2 separate regions of the Hordeum vulgare genome follow, and region 2 is linked to region 1. Evidence: chromatin contacts called from public Hi-C data. All regions are on one chromosome and are shown on one strand. Each heading gives the region's core, a stretch centred on a gene start, on an enhancer-like site or on the middle of the called end of the contact. The rest is flanking DNA. Distances are from core to core; before and after follow the strand shown. Region 1 holds the start of LOC123449093. Region 2 holds the start of LOC123449095 (mitogen-activated protein kinase kinase kinase 1-like).

Region 1 (6,708 bases), core at 2,291-4,790:
GCCTAGCATTGCCTTCACAAATCTCGCCAAGTTTATCACCAGCAAATAGTCAAGGAATCTCTAGCCATTTTTTGCTGGCCAATTGTTGGCAAATTTTGGTAGGGCACATGCTATAGCATGAACCAAACACACCTTAGTGTTCAAGCGTTCTTAGTTTCATTAACTGGGGACTAGATGCTTATCTTTGGTTAGTTTGCTTCCATAATATAGAGATTATTTCTTAATGGTCAAGTCAAGTTATCACTATAAGAGAGTTGCAAATGTATTGTAAGACAACCACCACCAATCCGTAAAATAAAGTATCAGATGTTCTGCATGAGTACCATCTTACTCGACCCTCTTTCTTGGGATGAGAAGGTGACATTCAAACAGTTGCAAATATGAACTGCCAACAAATTTGATGGTAGCAACTGCCCTCACGAGACGAGAAGCACACGGCATATCTCAACAATGCAGACAATGATACTGGAGCGTACCTGTGCAGCTATTTTCGCCTCTGACCTTAGGTCAACTATCACCTGTGACTTATCTTCATTGTCTAATACATTGTTGTCATTAGCCTGTGTTGCTTCAGAAGGCACATTATTCAGATCTATATCAATTGAGACAGATGATCCTTCAGGTAAGATAGCTTCAGTCTGATTGCTATGCAGTTGCTGACAGCTTCTGTGACCTTCATAAAAAAAATGTTATTACACCTCTGTCAAAGTGGAGTTCATGTTAACCAAGAAATACGTAAAATCGCAAGTAGATAGCTAACTTGTTCAGGAGGACATAGGCACAAATGAGTAACCAATGCACATAGGGTTCTTAATCTGTGAGAGAATAATACATTTAAGCTACTGTTGTATGCCCTATGTGACACAACCTATGACAACTTCAACTTATATGGCGGACAACTGAAATATTATCCGTCTCGACATGTAAATTTTTCACTCTTTCAAACTCAATATAGGTGTACCATTTTTCTCATATGTCAACATTTGAGAACTTGGTAAAAAAAATCCTTCCATAGTACACACTTAAAATCAACAGGATAGGGTTCATTTTCAGAAAAACTAAGCCATACCAAACTAGGATATACAGGCATAGTTCGATACAAAGAGGTGCTTATATTTGATAGATAGATTTTTCAGTTCCTACTGTAAGCATATGGATGAGAGAAAGAGAGAGAGAAAGAGAGAGAGAGAATGAGAGAAGACTGACCATCAGGAGATTCCAATACCTTGCAGCGCTTTCTATTAGGCGCCTTCCGCGCTGCATCTTGATTTCTACCTTTCCGCTGCTTTTTCTGAGGGCTCTCATCTGACATCCAACAAAATAAATATTCAGAGATGAAATGTCCAACACAATAGAATTCATCAGTTCTCCTTCACAATGTAGCAAATAAATAAGGAGAAGTTGACTATGAATGGGCCAGTGAAACACTGGAAGAAGGCAAAAATATTGTACTGGATTGACATACCAACCAAAATAGCTTCATCCTTGCTACCTGGATCCAACCCAGTGGTCTCTTTGTTTGAAGATGGCTACATGAAGGTTGATTAAAGAAATCAGTATTTTGCACATCAGGAAAGATAACAGAACAGATGTGCTTATTCATCAAATATATAGCATATAAGTTGAACCAAACGACTGATCTAGAATCTAAATTAACACGAAAAATAAACATAGTCCTCACCCATTATGGAACTGGGAGAATGTGCATGCCACTGGTTGCAATTAACCATCTACGAGTTTTTTTTCCTTCTCTATAATGTTTTTGTCTGGATCGCATTGCCAAATTCAATTTATCCACTTCAGATAATTTGGGTGGCATGGACGGTTTAATCAAAGCCTTGCAACAGAGATAGATGGTAAAATTTACTGGTGGAAAGAAGAGAGCTAACCTTTACCGTATCCTTTCTAAACTATTCTCTTGGATCTTAAATGGTTATGCAATAAACGGGAGGACACTCCTTGAGCAAACAGTAAGCAGGGAGTCAACATATTCAATTCATTTAGCTCAGTTATGTGTGGTTGGTTTGAAACATCATTGTTAGTTACTAATCTGTGAGGATCACTACTTGGTTCACTGAAAGTTCAGAATTTGACTCCACAAAGAAGGTACAGCCCTAGAGCTCCCCTTTTTCTCCGCTTGATTTGCGAAATGTGGAAAGTTGGCAGTTCCATACAAGTACTTGTGCATGATGATGGGAAGAAACATATTTGATAATGATGTTCTTGATGGAACAGGCAGCCACTACTAAAAGCCTAAGATTACAACCCTTCAGGCATGATATTTGCTAGACTTGTAGCACAAAAATTAGCAAGGTATAGGCACAGCATGCAAAAGATAGGTGACTTGATTGCGGGGTAGACATATCTTCTGTGTTTAACTTTAATATGCAGTGCCTGTCATCAAATAAAAGGAAGGGAAATGTAGGGATGTACTGTTTTATTTTGATACTAATATTCCCCAAAACGCAAATGGAAAGAATAAACTAGCACTCAAAATATAGTAATGCCACCAATTTCCATATTCACATCAAGACTGGACTCAGCAGCCCAGACACGCTACAGGCTACATCAGACTAGGCATTTGATGTATGTCTAACCTTATCCCGGTCCCCAGACTAACCCACGTATGTAGCTTTAAATCCGTCATGCCAGCCCAATTGTTTCAGATCAAAGTGATGTGGCTTGAATTTCAATTCTGTAATTTAGCTATTATATACACCGACGACATATTTCCTGCCATGCTCATGGTGTATTAATGTGAGCAGAAAATTGGTTCAAATTCGTATATCAGTTACAGGTGTTCATCAACAGATACAGATGTGGTAGAGTCACTACTCGATCTGTTTGCACCTCTACTTGGCCAACAAGGTATAAGAAATCATGTGCATTCCAAACTTATTTAAAATTGAAAATCGGGAGGAACTTATTTATCAACACGGAAGCGAGCATAGAGAATCCACGATTTCAACGCAGCGGGCGAATTAAAGCAGCCCAGTTACCGAGCAAGCACCAGACAACAGCCGAGACGGGGGCGAATTCTAGCAATGCAGTACCTTCCTGGCGGCCGCTGATCTCCGCGGCCTCGCCTTCCTCTTAGCCTTCTCCGGCTCCTCCGCGGCCTCCTTCCCAGCCGCCTCCTCGGCCGCTGGCGCGGGAGGGGCAACCCCTGCGCCGCCGCCGCCGCCGCCGGACCTGCCCGACCCAAACGGGAGCCTGGACTGCACGCACCGCCTCAGGCGCTTCGCGTCGGACGACGAGGGCGACGGCTTCGCAGGGGACGGCGTTGGCGACGGCGTGGGCGTGGGCATCGGCGCCGGGTCCTCGGGGTCAGCAGATCCGCCCATCGGAACGGGATCGAGCGGGGAGCCGGGGCTAGGGTTTGGGGTTCGGGAGCTGGAAATTGTTTAGTGCCGCGAGGGGGCGGGAGACGGGGCTGGATGGATTAGCTTCACGTTTCTCCCGCGCGGTGGAGCGGACGCGCGCGCGCGCGCGCGGGGGGGCGGATTTGGGCGGGAGCCAGGGGAGGGAGGAGGTTGGCGCGGCGCACGCTACGGTACGGACAGAATTGCGAGCAGTAAAGTGAGTATCGGTGTTCTTTCTCTCTCTTTATTTTTTAGCCGGAGTGTCAGTGTTTTGATCGGGCCCGTGCTCAGATTTTTCTGGGCAGTAGGCCGACGGCAAGAGCCATTTGGCACTGTATGGGCTGGGATGATGGGTGGAACTAAGAAGGCTAGAACGCGGGCTTGGCCCGTTTACCCAAATCCCTAGTGTGAGATTTTTTTATTATTTTATTTTATTTTGACTGCCAGTCTTCTTCTTTTTTTCAGTCTTTTTGACTGCCAGTCCTGGTGTAAGATTTGTCTGGCGAACATGCAAGGGCCTAATTTTTAGCAGCACAGTATTTTTGAAACCGTGGTAATGTAAAACCTCGGTATTCCAATGTTTGGTCAATGAATACTCTATTTTTTTTAAACCAAAAGACGCTATTTAAAAGCATTGCGGTTTGTAAGTTATTGTATATATTTATTGATGCCAAATACATCAGGGTTTACAAAACTATGGTTTCTAAAAACAAAACATGATATTCTAGAAATACTCCAAAAATACTTGTCTGACAAACACAGCCTAAGGTTTGGCATTACCCTAACAAAATGTAATTCTTGGCCAACCCTCTTTATATCACAGATCTTTGTTTATAAAATTTGTTTTTTGCTATACTACTGATCAAAAGGTATGTGCTTAATTTTTCTTTTTGCTGGTAAGAGTAACCGGTGCCGTCTGAAAGACCCAAACAATGTGCTCAGACATTCCCGAGATTCAATTATCATCCTGGAGTACTTACTATTTCTGTGATATTATCAGCACCATCCAAAGAGCAACCCGAGGTTTCACCTAAATACTCCCTCCATTCCAAAATAAGTGTTGCTGCTTTAATACCAAATTTATACTAATTTAATATTAAATTTGCGTCACTTATTTTGAGACAGAGGGAGTACTTGCCAAAACGAGTCGACCATACAGCCATCCGGGCGAATATCATAAAAGTCAATACTTAGGCATTTGAAATTCTGTAGAGTACATGGTAGCATGACAAAGAGTAATCATACATCATGGCTGGGTTGAAACTTCAGAACCGAAAATCCACAAGGATTAAGTTCACGAGAAGGGCCATGACTAGCCTTGACAACATGGAGGTTAACCTCTCAGCCATGTGTTCCTGTAGGACGAGTTGTCTCGCAGCGAGGCATCATGTGGTTTGTACTCCATCAGATAGGTGTGCGGCAGCTTCAAGTGCCTCTTAATTGAGTCTCTTAATGTCATCACAGCCTGCAAGGCACAAGAACACGAGCGAATGAATAACATGGAGAAGAGAGAAAAAAAACTGGTGGTAACACAGTCAAATCCAAACACCTTAGTCCAGAAACATTAAGAGAAGTCGCAAACCTGGTGGTCTGATGCATTCCGATTCCAGACACTCAGGATGTCTTCATTGAAACGACAACTTAGCACAATGCCACAAACATCATCACTATAATCAAGTTGGTCACCCACTAGAACCAGCACCTGGACAAAGAAACATGATGGTGGAAAGAATTAAAATCTAAGCCATCGACAGCTGCAGGACCTAACCAAATAATCCTTATAAAAATTGTTAATCAACAGAACACATTTTGGGCAATCAGGTGCCATTCTTGAGGCACTGTAAAACTGAATGATTGTGATCCCAGAGACTAAAGGGGAGGACAAGCCGCATAGAAAAGCAGAACAAAGACAGGAAATGAAATGTGAATGAGCAAAGAAAATCTGAGATTGCTGTGGATGTGACATCAACAACAAGCAGACACTATATAGAGAAAAGAAGATGGTGCCAGAAAATAATGATAAAACAAACCTACTTGTTGCAAGTACAATAGAGCATGTAAAATCAGCTAGATATGAGGGCTCATGGTGGGAGACCAGAATGAGAGTAAAATCAAACAGTTGCACCAGGAAAACACAAGGATGAAGCATGTTGTGTCATTTCCATTACATTAGTTAAACCAATTTATGAGTAAATGCAACACATATCTTCCTCTCTCAAATTAGTATCCTCACACAAATGCAATATCCACAAGTGTACTCAGAAAAATAAATAAGAAGAAACAAAAATGATGTTAAACAGGCATTGCGTATTAACATGAAGGGTGTGGGATGTGACAACAACTGATAGAGGGCATCCATGTACCCAAATGTTTCTCGTAGCTCTTCGATTTCTTTAATGCAGCACAAATCTCCACTTGCCGAGGCAAACATTCAAAAGGTACAGTGCCACAGGTTTTGTTTGTGGGAACAATAGCCATAGGTACAAATCTTGCTTCACATTTTAAAACCCACTGCACCCATTGTACTAGTGATGCATAAATCTACTAATAGGAGCCATGCATGAGATTATTTGCAATCTTGATTTCATAAACATTGATAGGGAAACTAGACTGCCAGACTAAAATATTTATACACTAAATCAAGAGTTAGAGACAAGGGACTTCAAAAAAAGAAGATACAAAATTAAAGAAATAGAAATGGTGATCAAGAAGTATGGCTCAGTAGACATGTGAAAATTTGTGAAAATTTGTAAAGCATAGCATATGGCATGCATGCTTAAGAAAGCAGTCAACCGTAACCACAGAACAGTGCATCTTGGAAGGCTGCTAATTCATTTCTGGATCAGCGTCAACTTCTTCTATGCTGAACCACTTGCTTCAAGTCATAAGTGCACACAGTAAACATGAAAATAGCAATAATACTACCTCAGGTCTCAGGATTATGTTGGTACAGGTACCAGGGTGCCAGACCATTATGCGCTGCAAGGCTGTTTGGTTTAAGGGACGGCCTTATACAGGGAGATCCGGGCCCATCATGGGTAATCCCATGTTTTCATGTCACGGACCTAAGTCTCCATTGACTATTGGCACTAGCATAACGTCGTTGTGTTGCTACGGAACCGCAAAAATGATTCAGATGTATTGGATTATTAATATATTATGGTATATAACAACCAATGCATGTGCAACACTGCAGAGAAGAAACTCAATCAAGCAGCCAACACTGCAGTTGTGTAACTGCAGCAGCAACGTGAGCACCGTTGCAAGCTAAGATTCTTTTTTCTCTTCAGATGGGAGGGGTCTCGTGGGTTCTAGATGACTGAGGGAGATTGAGTGGAGTGGGGGT
Region 2 (7,527 bases), core at 23-2,522, 240 kb before region 1:
TATCGAGGATGTGCCTGTGAATTCCTCGGAGCTCTCCACGAGCCTGAGATCTTCCAACGTCAACACTTCGGCCGCATCCTCGTCGTCCTCGGCATCCGGGTCTCCAAAATCAGGGACAGATCTGACCGCCTGTGGTTGTCCTTGGTCCTCTGGCGCGAAAGACAGCAGGATATCCCACGTGGAACCCACCTGGGCAGCGGGCGGCAGTGCCATCGACGGCGGTGGCTTGAGCATCACCGGCGGCGGGCGCACGCCCTTGATCCCTCCCTCGCAGCCCGGTTTCCTGACATCCGGACGGGCTGGCTCCGGCGGATCCAACCATGCCGGCCGCACTGGGGCCTCGACCCTGGCGGTCTCCTTGGCCGGGAGCTCGAAATCAGCGGCCGCTGGCAAGGGCGGCTCCTCGGCGGCCTCGTGGCGGAGCGGGGACTCCCGCACGGGGCGGTCGGGCTGCGAGCGCGCGGAGGGGGAGCTGGAGGCGGAGGAGGAGGCGGAGGCGGAGGAGCGGAAGGCCTTGTGCGCCTCCCAGTCGGTGAGGGAGATGGCGAAGTCGTCGGGGCCGGAGAGGCCGAGGCTGCGGCAGAGGAGCTGTACGTCGCCGCCGCCGTCGCCGCTGCCGCCGATGCGGAAGCTGCTGAGGTCGACGGAGCAGGCGGCGGAGCTGGCGAGCGAGGGCGCGGCGGAGGCCGAGGCCGAGGAGGCCCTGGACGGGGACGGCGGGTAGCTGCAGAAGAGCTTGGCCGGGTCGTACTCGTAGTCGATGTTCTTGGACGCGTTGCGGCGGTCCAGCCGCGGGCCGCGCCTGGACGAGCGGCACGAGCCTGACGGCGAGGTGGACGTCGCGGTGTCCTGGGACGGCCGGCCCATCAGCGGCGCCTGCTGCTCATGGGGCGGGGCGGGGCGGGGCGGTGCGCTCCGGGACGGGCAGGGAGAGGCGAGGGGGAAGGGGTGGGGAGGGCGAGAGCCTGGCTTTGGGAGTGGCGCAGGAGACGGCAAGGCAAAGCGAGGTGCGGATATTTTTTTCAGCCGCGAGGCTGGTTTTTTTTTTTGGTTTGGTGGGCGAGGTGGGAGGGGCGGAGACGGGTGCGTTGTCGCATTGACTCGTACCTTTCGGCTTTGTGGTGGCCGCCGTGGGTCGCGAGGGCACTCGCGGCGCGGAGCTTCGCCGCAGTCGCGGTCTGGCCGGCTGGCAGCGGGGCGGAGGGCGCCTTTTGGTCGCCGGGGAGGGAGGGAGGGAGGGAGGGACGGACGGAGGCTACTTTGGAATGGAATGGTTGCGATGCTGGCGTGTGTGCGGACGTGTGACTATGGGCTGAACCGTCGTCGGGTTGGCGTGTGTGTGCCTGCCTCTTGGCTCTTGCCAAGTCAGCACACGGTAACTAGCGTACATTTGCTCCTGCTTCTCCATTTTTTTATTATTCATTCAAGATATATATATATATATATATATATATATATATGAACTTACGTCGAGTGCATATATAGTTAATCACACAGGCAGCATCATGTCCCAAGGAACATATGGTAAATTGTGTGGTGTCACGAAACCGAACGACCCGCTATCGCGTGTACCTTTCGGGCTCTCTGCCACTGCAAAGTGCAGTATGTTTCGTGCTCTTTAATGGAGGTTGGTGTGCTTGGCTGATGGCTCAGTGATAGCATTACCGAAATCATAAATGACGCCCATGCACATTCTTCATTCAATGTTGACTTGGCATGGCATGCTCACACGAGAGTTTTGCGTAAATATGTGCGTTTATCGTGCTAGTTTTCTTTAACTATAATTATTTATATACCGAGGATGTAAGTTAGTATGGTTTTGTTTTTTCAGTTGATTCGGAGTTCTTGTAACTTTTTAGAGTTTGTAAGAGCAACTTCAACCGGCCGATCCAAACGGACGATGGTTTTGTCCATTTGGGTCGGCCGCCCGCTCCGCGTCCGTTCGCTTTTTTTTTGGGGGTCGGACGTACGTCCAATGCAGACAATCCATTTTAGATCCGCACATTTAGATTAAAAAGACCTTTATGTCAACGTCTAAGGGTTCATGTTGGCACCATGCGAGCGACCGACATACATTGTCAGCCTACATAAAACCACCATGTAGTTCATGCGGACACACTTGCGAGCGGTCAGCACACATGCCAACACACCAAAAGGGGCGGGGATTCGACCACGCCATGTCGGTCCGTGGTCATGTTAGCACACTTGCCGGCATATAAAAAAGGGACTCTGATCTCCGTCGTAGATCACAGCTGGTCGAACTTGAGCATTTTGGCCTGCATCTTCTCGAACCATAGCCTCTTCCTCGGCGACACGGTGTTCAGATCAACCTTCATGATCTCCACGCCCGTCTTCATGCTTGCGAGGGCCACTTCTTTCACCTTGGTCTTGGCATTCGTGGCCTTGCTCTCAAGCATCTTGGCTTGCTTCGCCTCCTCCAACTCAAGCATCTTGGGTTGCCTCTCCGCGTCCATCTCGAGCATCCTCCTTTGGATTTTCATGAAGACGTGCATTTGCTCTTCCTTTTCTTGCCGACGCTTCTCCTCCCTCAAGTCCTTCTTGTTTATCATGCCCTCCACCTTTTCAAGCAAGGCAATCGACGTTGCATCCCGCTTGTCCTCCTTCTTCGAGTTGGTATTCCCCCGCGGCCGGGCATTCTCGCCGTCACCATGCTCCTCCGCACCTCCCCCCCCCCCCCCCCCCCGCGCCAAGAGGGCGGCATATTGCGCCTTGAACTTCTCCCTGTTAATGATAGTCCAACAATGGGAGAGATGGAAAGGTCGTGTCGTCGTGTTGAACCTTGAATGCCTCCAAAGCTTGGAACACCTACAACTCAAACCAAGCAAGCATATGTGGGCAAATGGACATGCAATCCACGGGAAAAATACGTGGCACCAAAAGGGAATGAGAGGGCATGCATACCATGTCTTGCATGTCGAGGCCGCTCACAGGGCATGCCATGATGCTCTCATAGGTGGCACAAAACTTGTTGCACTCTTGTTGAATCACGCTCCGACGCTTCGAAAGTGACACCCATCCACGCTTGCTTTGCATTTGGTACGGGGGAAACTTCTTGCGCTCATGGAACTCACGATGAACATGAGTCCATAAGGCTGATCACTTTTGTTCGGCGCCGACCTTCGGGTCTTGCCTAATGTCCCTCCAACACTCATAAAGGAGCTTGTCCTCGGTCGACGTGTATGCCTTCATCCGCTTGCTCTTGCGCTTCGGCTTAGCCCCGACAACAGTTTGGTTGGCAAGCTCCTCCTCGAACAAAGGCTCCCCGTCGATGTCCATGTCATCATCCTCCTCCTCAAGGTCGTAGTCCTCCGGGAACTCATGGTCGAGCGGGAAGCCGTCTAGGCCGACCTGATCTTGCATGAAGGCGTCATGTGGATCATTGGTATCTTGCATGAATGGAGCTCGACCGTCCTGGCTTTGGGACTCATCGGGATCGTACGCAATCGTGGAGTAAGCACCAGCCGCTGGCGCACCACCTTCGAAGATCGTGTTCTCGAGGAAACGGTTGGCCATGTCATCGTCGACGCCCGCCAGCATTCCGTCTAACATATTGCAGGCGCAGGTGAGCATGTCGGTTGGCATCTCGCGCTGGCGTTTCCTCATGCCTCCAGACGATGATCCGCCTGCCATCGGCGTGGCGTTGAGGTCGATGGTCACCGGCGCGGGCGTGGAAGGGGCCACAATGCTCACCTCCGGTGAGCATTCCTTGGAGAAGCGGCTACCTTGCGGGTAGACGTGGAAGCCGGAAATCGGGTGCGTGGAAGACACGCGCGGCGACTCCGACAGCATCATCCGAGGATATGCTGACGAGCTCGTGCTGGCCACGGCCGCGACAATGACGGCGACAAGCCCGTGCTGGCTAGGGTTTACCCCTAGGTACAACAAGGCCTCCCTCGTTGCCTCCTTCACCCAGGAATTAGTGTCTTCCTGCTGCACGGCGGTGGCAATGGCGGCGACGACATCTGCCTCGCCCCTTGCATCCTGCGCGTGCCTCCGGCCCTTCCTCTTGGCCGACTCCACGGCCCGCTCCTCTGGCGCCAACTCCTTCATCTTGTTCTTGGGCAGCGCGGCGGCCTTGCAGGGGGCGCGGACCTTGCCTCTGGCTACGGCGGCGGTGCCAGACGAGGCGAGGGAGGCGATGGTGGTGGCAGTCTTGAGGTCGTCGTTGATGGCGGTGGGAGCGGGCGCGGGAGCGAGCGGGGGGAGGGGTGGAGGGAAAAGTGGCCGCTTTGCCGCCGACTTGCAGGCCAGGGAGGGGAGTAGGCACGCGTCACGCGTGTCCGCTTCGTGTCTGCACCGACGCAAATCAGGCTCAAAAATTGGGCCGGGAGTGGGTCGGCATGCGGACAAAAAGCGAACGCGCGTCCGTTTGGGTCGGCGCATTGGGCCAACTTTTTGTCCGTGCGGACCCAAACGGACGGCGGCGAACGAAATGGGTCGCCCAGTTGGAGTTGTTATAATATTGTAATTGTTCAACCAAGATCATTCCATGATTGTTTGGAAATTGGCTTTGTAGCTCTACAAACACTACTGTTACTTGCTTTGGGGCGTTGGGGTTTTGTATTGGCATGTTTGGGTTTACAATTGATGATGTTGTTTTGATAAAAAAATATATTTCTAACACTATGTTTTTGTACAAGAACAAAGAACACTTTGTTGATCATGTTATGATCTATCAACGACATGGGATGATGGTCCATGGGGTTGGGCGACAATAAGTTGAAGCAAATTATCATGAGATTTATGTCTCAACATGTGTGATACTTTCAGTTTTTTTACTGTCATGATGCACTTATTCTTTTCTTCTCGTCTAAGAATTGTGGAACCTAGATTTTGGATTGATTAGTTGTGTGTACCCTCAAGTGTAGAGGATGAGAAGTTTGCCCTTCCATTACCTAGGAATAAAGAAGACTACAACCTTAATCGTATAATTTAGGCGAAAGAGAACATATGTTATACTTAGCTTGTTTTCTCTTCTCCTGGAACTAACCAATGAGAATTAGCTAGAGAGAAGTGGAAACTGGAAGGGGGGAGAAGGGCTAAACAATGACAATGACATGCCACATAGATGAAAACCACCAATACTAGAGGTTAACCCTCCCCAACCCCGCTCTTAGCCTCTCCTAGACTTAGAGGAACGATTAGTAGGGATGCTAGGATGGATCCAAAGATCAAAGACATATAGGGAAGCGATAGTGGTCGACTTAAGTAGGAGGAGGCGACGATGGTGGGATGGGGAAGTGGTGGAGGAAGAACAACATCTAGTAGCTAAGTTGAGTGTGTAGCTAATCACACACGTAACATAATGTCCCAAGAAAGATATATAGGTAGTCACATGGTGTCACCAAATCGAATGACACTCACGTGTACCTTTTGAGCGCTCTGCTATTGCAAAGTGACGGGTTTTTTGCACTCTTTAACAAAATCGAAAGCATCAACAACACCCATTCACATTTACATTCATCATTGAATCGGCACGACGTGCTCACACATGAGGTTCACACAACTCGTAGCATGATCTATGTTAGTGCAATTTTGTGTCTTCGTTCATGTGCAATTCTTATGTGTCTAAATTGTAATTATACAATCTAGATCGCAACCACAACTGTTTTGCAAATTGGCTTCATAGCTCTACAGGCACTAAGGTCGCTTACTTTTACGAGTGTTAGCATTCTCTATTGGCCCACTTGGCTTTACCGCCATCATATTGTTTTCATAAGATGGAATATACAAGGCAGTTTCCCGGGCTCTGCATGTGGTATCTTCCTTGAAATAATATCAAGCAGGAAGAACTAATCAAGTTTTTCCATGGGAAATGACCACTGGCTAGGAGGCTTCGTATGTTGTCCGAGTTCTTTGATTAAGTTGGCTCTGCCATTGTCTCACCACGTTCTTGTCTATTAACAACATGTGATCGATCATGGTCAATGTTGGAGGTATCATACTAGAAGGAGGTTATGGTCGAGGGTGGCATGGAGAAAATTATCATGACATTTACGTCTCAACACAGGTTACGATTTAGCAAGAGTGTGTGAGTCTTATGAGAAAGAGGGAATGGCAAAGAGAGAACAAAATTAGTGGGTTTGTTATTGTAATATTGCTTTGAACCTAGATTTTGCAATGATTGGTTGTGGGTACCTCGACTGCACAAGCTAAAAAAATTAATCTTCCATTGTCTAAAGAAAGGCTATAACCTTAAAGTGTACAATTTAGATGAAGAGAAAAATCAATATACTTAGTTTGTCTCCTCTTCCTCGAGGACAAACAGTTGATATTGATGACCCATGAGTATAGGTGGTCAATCGTAGTCCTTTCGATAAGTAAGAGTGTCGAACCCAACAAGGAGCAGAAGGAAATGACAAGCAGTTTTCAGCAAGGTAATTTCTGTAAGCACTGAAATAGCGATAACAAGTTGTTTGATAGCAAGATAACCGTAACAAGTGACGAGTAGCAATAGTAAAAATAGGTCCAGCAAGGTAGCCCAATCCTTTTGTGACAAAGGACATGCCAAAACAATTTCTTATAATAGGCAAAGCGTTCTTGAGGGCACACAAGAAATTCATCTAGTCACTTTCGTCATGTTGGGTTAATTCACGTTTGGTATTTTGATAATTTGATATGTGGGTGGACCAGTGCTTGGGTGTTGTTCTTACTTGAACAAACCTCCCACTTATGATTAACCCTCCCGCAAGCATCCACAACTATGAGAAAAGTATTAAGAATAAGTTCTAACCATAATTAAACATAGGGATCCAAATCAACCCCTTACAAAGTAGTGCATAGACTGGGGTTTAAGTTTCTGTCACTCTCGCAACCCACCCTATAATTACTACTACACAATGCATTCCCTTAGGCCCAAAATATGGTGAAGTGTTATGTAGTCAGCGTTCAGATAACACCACTAAGGGAATCACAACATTCATATCATCAAAATATCGAACGAATATCAACTTCACATTACTACTTGCAACATGATTTATCCCATGGCCTCAATAACAAAAGTAACTACTCACAAATGATCAACATGTTCAAGATTATAGAGGTATTGAATAGCATAATGGATCTGAACATATAATATTCCATCAAGTAAACCATAAAGCATCAACTACAAGATGTAATTAACACTACTAGACACACCCGAGGTACCAATCCGAGGTTCCGATACAAGATTGAGTACAATAGATGAACTAGGGTTTTGATAGGAGATGGTGCTGGTGAACATTTTGATGAATATTGGATTCCCCGAGATGAGAGGGTTGTTGGTGATGACGGTGGCCACGATTTCCCCTTTGGGAGGGAAGTTCCTCTGGCGGAATCGCTCCACCGGAGGGCAAAAGTGCTCTTGCCCAGGTTCCACCTCGAGACGGCGACGCTTCGTCCCAAAAGCCATGTCCTTAATTTTTTAGGTTGGAGGAGAATATATACTAGAAGATGGGCGCGAGAGGTGGGCCAGGTAGCCCACTAGACAAGAGGCCACGCCAGGGGGCCCTGACGCGCTCTGCTATC

Evidence for each region. Hi-C and Micro-C count contacts between places; a contact is called where the count stands out from the background.
Region 2: a contact with region 1 is called in a Hi-C map of leaf, with 3 times the contacts expected there. The contact joins the promoter of LOC123449095 here to the promoter of LOC123449093 in region 1. A contact is called at or near these places in 4 of 6 Hi-C or Micro-C datasets (leaf, seedling and an unstated tissue).

The regions. Positions count from the first base shown.
Region 1 is chr4H:489,466,602-489,473,309 of MorexV3_pseudomolecules_assembly, reverse strand. It overlaps LOC123449093, which reads right to left and starts at 3,540. Exons shown (of 18, transcript XM_045126179.1): 1 at 3,054-3,540; 2 at 1,466-1,529; 3 at 1,207-1,305; 4 at 477-673. The coding sequence starts at 3,344. It overlaps LOC123449094 (eukaryotic translation initiation factor NCBP), which reads right to left. Exons shown (of 6, transcript XM_045126180.1): 5 at 4,945-5,064; 6 at 4,537-4,827. The coding sequence ends at 4,696.
Region 2 is chr4H:489,702,202-489,709,728 of MorexV3_pseudomolecules_assembly, reverse strand. It overlaps LOC123449095 (mitogen-activated protein kinase kinase kinase 1-like), which reads right to left and starts at 1,272. Exons shown (of 9, transcript XM_045126182.1): 1 at 1-1,272. The coding sequence starts at 867.